Regions from separate parts of the Mus musculus genome. Here region 2 is linked to region 1. The links are chromatin contacts, called in public Hi-C maps. All regions are on one chromosome and are shown on one strand. Each heading gives the region's core, a stretch centred on a gene start, on an enhancer-like site or on the middle of the called end of the contact. The rest is flanking DNA. Distances are from core to core; before and after follow the strand shown. Region 1 overlaps Hmcn2 (hemicentin 2). Region 2 overlaps Fubp3 (far upstream element (FUSE) binding protein 3).

Region 1 (2,901 bases), core at 367-2,866:
CCCCACAGCACCTCCACAGATCGCCAACAGTGCTTCTGTCGTACGTGTCCTGGAGGGACAGCCCGTGTCCCTGACCTGTGTCATCCTGGCAGGGAGGCCCCTCCCTGAGAGACGCTGGCTCAAGGCTGGCAGCCCTGTGAGTTCTAGGCTTCCCTGGCAGCTATGGGCAGAGGACAAAGAGGGGATTGTCACAGCCACACCTTAGCCCTGGCCTTGAAGCTACCCCATTTTGGAATGTTCCCTTCTTCCTCACTCTCTGTCCTGGTTTGTCCCAGAATCACCTGTCTCATGAATTGCTGGCATTTGTGCTACCATGTCCCTGCTTACTGCCCAGTGGGAGGGTCTGAGGAGGGAGGGTGTAGGAGAGGGTCTGAGGAGGGAGGGTGCAGGGGAGGGTCTGAGGAGAGAGCATGCAGAGTGGCCAAACCACCCTGCTGTGATGTTTCCAGGAAGAGCCCGTGCCCTGTGTGGTTCAGTTCATAGCAGCACATGCAGGGGCCATTTCTTCACTCCATGGCACAGGGCCGTCTATACCATCACCCTGTGCCCTGTGTGTTTTCTGACTTCCCTGGGCCATTACCCTCGAAAGCTCTGTGCCCTGGAGACCATAAAGGATTCTCCTCAGTTCATGTTCATCTTAAAGCACCAGCTGCCGGGCAGGTGGCATGCCTCAGGAAGACAGCAGAGCTTGCTTGTGCTTTCTGCTCCCCATGATCTGCTCCTGGCCTGACCCACCACCAGGCAGCAGGAACAGCTCCAACCACACTGTGGTCCCTGCCAGAGCCACCTGCCACCTGCTGCAGGCTCAAACATGTCTAAGCATCTCACCACCCCACCTCCTCACCCCCCCACCCCATCCTAACAATTCCTGCCTCAGTTTCCCATCCGGCTAGATAATCATGTGTCCACGCACTAGCCCATGCTGTTCCTGCCGCTAGAACGCCTTTCCAGTCGCCCTTGCTTATCCTTCTCTTCCCTGTGCTGAGCTAATGGCAAAACAAGTGACATAAAAGCCACTCCTGGTTCTCTTCTGCATCCTTCATATCTAGTTATTTTCCCCATTCACCAGATAGGGAAACTGAGGCTTAGAGAAGGTAAACAGCATGTTTAAAATCAAATAGCTAGTAGGTGGCCAAGCTGGGCTTTAACCCCATGGCCATACTTCAGAGGCTTGAACCCATGCTAAATAAAGTTTTGTTTTGTTCTAAATAAAGTTTTATTGACACACATCCCCTCACGATTAGTCTATGCTTGGATCAAAATGCGCAACTGAGACAGAAATCATGCAGCCTAAAATAGTTCACCTCTGACGCTTGACGCAGACAGTTTGCCAACCCCATTTCAAGTCCCACATACAGCATTATCTCTTGTGCCTTTGATCCCCCAACTTAGATGGCTTCCTTCTAGCACAGATGTGATTTAGAGTCTCTTTGGGAGATGGTTGTTTATCCTGGCCTCAGCTTTACCAGTGAAATCAGAACCTCTGAGGTTAGCGATCATACCACTGTTATCTTTGGTTTAGAAACCCCCTAGGGTCCTCAGTGCGCAGGCAAGATTGTAAGCCAGGCTGCAGAGAGGCATTAAAGGATTCCTCTGTTAACTTGACCTTGAGACCAAAAGGCATAGTACTGACATCTCTGCCCTGACAGCCCTGTACAGTGAACACTGGCATGGGCTGCCTCCCTCCCTTGCTCCCTCTCCTCCCTTCTTCTCTCCTTCTCCCCTTCCTCCCTCCCTTCCCCAGCTGGGCTCTGAGCAGGTGTGGCTCTGTGCATACATGTGGCACATGGAGTGTGTCTTAGGTGTATGGGCTCTACTTAGGCAATCTTTAGCCCCACTACTTCCTCTGCAGCCTGTGCAGTTAAATATGGTAGACTCCTTGAGGAGTTCCCCCCTTACCCTGTTGATCTCAGGAGATGGTGGGTCTCAGAGAAGGATGAGGGCTGAATGTGCACCCAACCAGGCTCTTCTACCAGCTCTGGTCCCCGGCCTCTTGGTCCAGCACCCTGAGATGGCCTGGAGGACAGAGAAGCTTCATCTGTGCTCCTGCTTCTCTGCCCCCACCAGCTCCCCCCAGGCAACCGGCATGCTGTCCGTGCTGACGGCAGCCTACACCTTGACCGAGCCCTGCAAGAAGATGCTGGAAGATACAGCTGTGTGGCCACCAATGTGGCAGGCTCTCAGCACCGAGATGTGGAGCTGGTGGTCCAGGGTGAGTCTTAGATACCAAGATGGTGGTGGCGGACCGAGAGAAAGCACGTGAGACAACTTGATCTTGAACAACATGTCTTCACTGCAGGGACATTAGAGTTGACATATTCCTATACTGTCAGTAGATAAAATGCCAGTTGTAGTTTCTATACTTTATACATGTGCCCTGTCTGCAGCTCTCCCTCAGTAGCCATGGTGAATTGGTTTCCAAACATCCTTTGCTTATAAAAATCCATACATGCTCAAGTATCTGAACTGGGCATGTGGCTCAGTTGGTAGAGCGCCCACCTGGCATGTCCAGGCCTTGAGCTCCATCCCTTTCACATGAACAAGATGTGGTGATGCACACCTGTAACCCCAGCACTTGGAAGATAGAGGCAGGAGAGCCAGGAGCTCAAAGTCACACTAGTGAATAAGAGGCTAGCCTGGGCTACAGAAAACCCTAGATAGGATTTGTACAGGACTTGTCACATCCCCCTATAGACTCTAGGTAGCTTCTAGTGCCTGGTAGAATTGAAACATTTCAAGTGATTATTATTTTTATTTACAAAGGGACAATATGTTTTTCAGTTGAAGTATTTTTCTTTTTTAAAAAATTTTTATTAGATATTTTCTTCATTTACATTTCAAATGCTATCCCAAAAGTCCCCTATACCCTCCCTGAAGTATTTTTCTAAACATTTTCCATCT
Region 2 (2,722 bases), core at 103-2,602, 230 kb after region 1:
GAGAGAGAGAGAGAGAGAGAGAGAGAGAAAGACTCCCATGTTTTTTTTTTAAAAACAAACTCATGAGTAAGTTAAATCCTATGTCCATCAGAACTAGTTAGTATACACATTAAAACAGTGTAAGCCTTCACTATCATCACATTGGTCCTTAAAAGGGCTGGGTGTGGTGATGGCCTCAGGCCACTGCTCTTCACTCAGTCTTACACTGTTGTTCTTGGGTCAGGCCTTGGCTTTAAGGTACACTGGGAAAGGGGTGCAGGTTTTTATTCATGCTTGACTCTTAAGCATCCAAATGGCCCTATGTGATGGATGAGGAATAACAGAAGTGCTATTACAGGATGGAGGTGCAGCTCAGTGGTCATACACTGGCCTAGTGTGCAGGAGAGTCTGGGCTCCATCCTCAGCACCTTCTAAACAGTGATCTGAAAGTACCAGGATAAACAAGAAAGTCCATGTGGATCCAGGCAGCTTGGATGAGTGTGCAGTGTCCTGTGCTCTGCCCTAGAAGGCTGCTAATGACAGCATCTCCCTGGCAATGGGACAGTAGAGATGGTGGAGGCAGTGCCTCATGTAGCTGCTGCTGCTGGCCTTTTCTGCTCATGAGCAAGCAGGAGTGACACTGAGACAAACTTGAATTTGCACTTTTTGATGATAGCTTCAAACTCCTGATTCTTTACCTCTAAAGCGATGGGCTAGCTGGCATATTCCTAACTCATTTTCACTTTTGTTTGTTTGTTTGTTTGTTTGTTTGTTTGTTTGTTTGAAGATTGCAGACTAGTTTATTCCAGTCTGAGAGAAACTGCCAGACTTGTAGTTTGTGACTCTCAGAGCTGTTAGGAAGAAGATGTGGGAGAGGAAGAAAGCACTACACCTTTTTAGTTAGGATTCAGAAGAAACTTACATGTTGTATGGGGGTGTGAGGGGTGTCGTTGAAAGAGAATAAGAAACCTGAGCGTCAGGACAAGCATGCTTAGGATTTGGTCACGATCCAAAGAAGGGGTTGGGAGCTGGGCAGAACCTACCCTTGTTAAGTTAGGAATTAGGAAAGAAGGCAAGCTCAGTAGTGAGGAGCTATGAAGCAGTTGCCTATTCTGTCTTTGTTGAGAGTGTCACCAAATACACCAGGCAGGCCTGGAACCCTCAGTTCTCCTGTCTTCACTTCCCTTTTCTCAGTTCTCAAAAATAAGTCATTGGAGGCCAAGCATGATGGCATACACCTTTAATCCCAGCACTAGGGAGACAGGCAGACAGATCTCTGTGAGTTCAAGATCTGCCTGGTTTACATGGTGATTTCCAGGACAGCCAGTACTCAAAAATAGAAGACAAACAAAAAGTAGTTGGCAAAGCCAGTAACAGATTACTTGCTCAAGATCTTCCAGCTGGGTTCAGCCAAGGTGTGTTGTCTGGGACAGGAGTTGGCTGTGTGGGACACAGGAAGCCTTTGTGTCCCCCTTAACCACCTGGGCGTCACTGACCTTAACTGAGACTGGGAAAGGGCTGGTTATAATCAGAAGACAGCCAAAGGGAGGCCACAGGGAGGAGTGATAACACTCTGCGGCGGAGGGCTGGGTAAGAAAGCACCTGCTGTGAGAACAGGAGGACCTGCCTGGAGTCTGGGCTCTGGACAGTATCTAGTCCCAGCATTCCCCAGGAGCATGGAGGCCTGTTAGCTGTAGTATACAGTTGTATACTCCAGTGCTGACCTCAAGTCGTCATCTGAACCTCCAGGAAGCCCCCACTGCACATAAAGGTGCTCTTGCACACGGGTAGACTTAAAACAAAAACTGAGAAGGAAACCAGGCATGGTGGCGCACGCCTTTAATCCCAGCACTTGGGAGGCAGAGACAGGTGGATTTCTGAGTTCCAGGACAGACAGAGCTACACAGAGAAACCCTGTCTCAAAAAACAAAACAAAACAAAAACCATGAAAACAAAACAACAACAATAAAAACCCCTGAGGAACTTGGTTTTGGTTTTGCTGAGTATAAAAGTCCTGCCATTTCTCTTCTGGTAGGGCTGCACTCTGGAATCTGCCCAAAGCACCTGGGGTAGGGAAAGGGACAGATGAATATTAAAGTTGTTGCTTGTTATAAAGTTAGGTTTATTGTCTAGGGATACTTTGTTAGCAATTCTTTGCAGAAAGAAAAACAAGGAAAGGGTATGCTTAGCACCATACTTTTTTTATTTCAAGATTATTGCTGAAGCTAGCAGGCTGTTGCTTTCCTCAGAAAGAACGTCTTACATTGTCAGCTACCTCATGTCTAAGAAGTTGATTTCCCCTCAGCATCCCAGGTAGTTTCCATTGTGTGGGGTTCAGGGTCAGTGAGAATGACCCTGTGTGAGCCAGTGTGCTGGAATTAGCTAGGAGAACTCAGAAAGTGAGATGGTAGTGTCCTACGGGCCACCAGGAGGGCAGAGGAGACCTGAAAAGACATGCCATTTGCCATGTACATTGCCCAACATCCTTTCTCATTGCTGATTTTGGGGTTTTTTTTAGGTGCCCAATAAGATAGATGATTGGAACCACACATGCAGTTCTGTGTTATGCTTGTGTCGAGAGGGGGTAGGGTGGATTTTGGGCTTCTCAGCTTACCTGAGGTTGAGCACTTACTTGGTGGAATCTGGTATTCTCCTTTGGTGCCATGGCCCTTGAAGGCTGTGTATGTGGGAGTAGTGGTGTGTGCAGGTTTGGTTCTAGTGTTTGTGATGCCTCCATGTGTCA

The links. A called contact is a pair of places that touch in the nucleus more often than the background predicts.
Region 2: a contact with region 1 is called in a Hi-C map of Sertoli cells, with 6 times the contacts expected there. The contact joins two enhancer-like sites. A contact is called at or near these places in 2 of 484 Hi-C or Micro-C datasets (Sertoli cells and nephron progenitors).

Annotation. Positions count from the first base shown.
Region 1 is chr2:31,362,150-31,365,050 of GRCm38.p6, forward strand. It overlaps Hmcn2 (hemicentin 2), which reads left to right. Exons shown (of 98, transcript NM_001370902.1): 18 at 9-136; 19 at 2,068-2,212. Among named protein-coding and RNA genes, the nearest start is that of Hmcn2, 49 kb to the left of the region's middle. Within about 2 kb of position 1,617, at least 3 of the 459 cell types and tissues checked have an H3K27ac peak or open chromatin away from gene starts, as enhancers often do. A contact at or near this core is called in Sertoli cells, where this site is marked.
Region 2 is chr2:31,588,014-31,590,735 of GRCm38.p6, forward strand. The region is part of intron 2 of Fubp3 (far upstream element (FUSE) binding protein 3); the gene reads left to right. Among named protein-coding and RNA genes, the nearest start is that of Fubp3, 17 kb to the left of the region's middle. Within about 2 kb of position 1,353, at least 14 of the 459 cell types and tissues checked have an H3K27ac peak or open chromatin away from gene starts, as enhancers often do. A contact at or near this core is called in Sertoli cells, where this site is marked.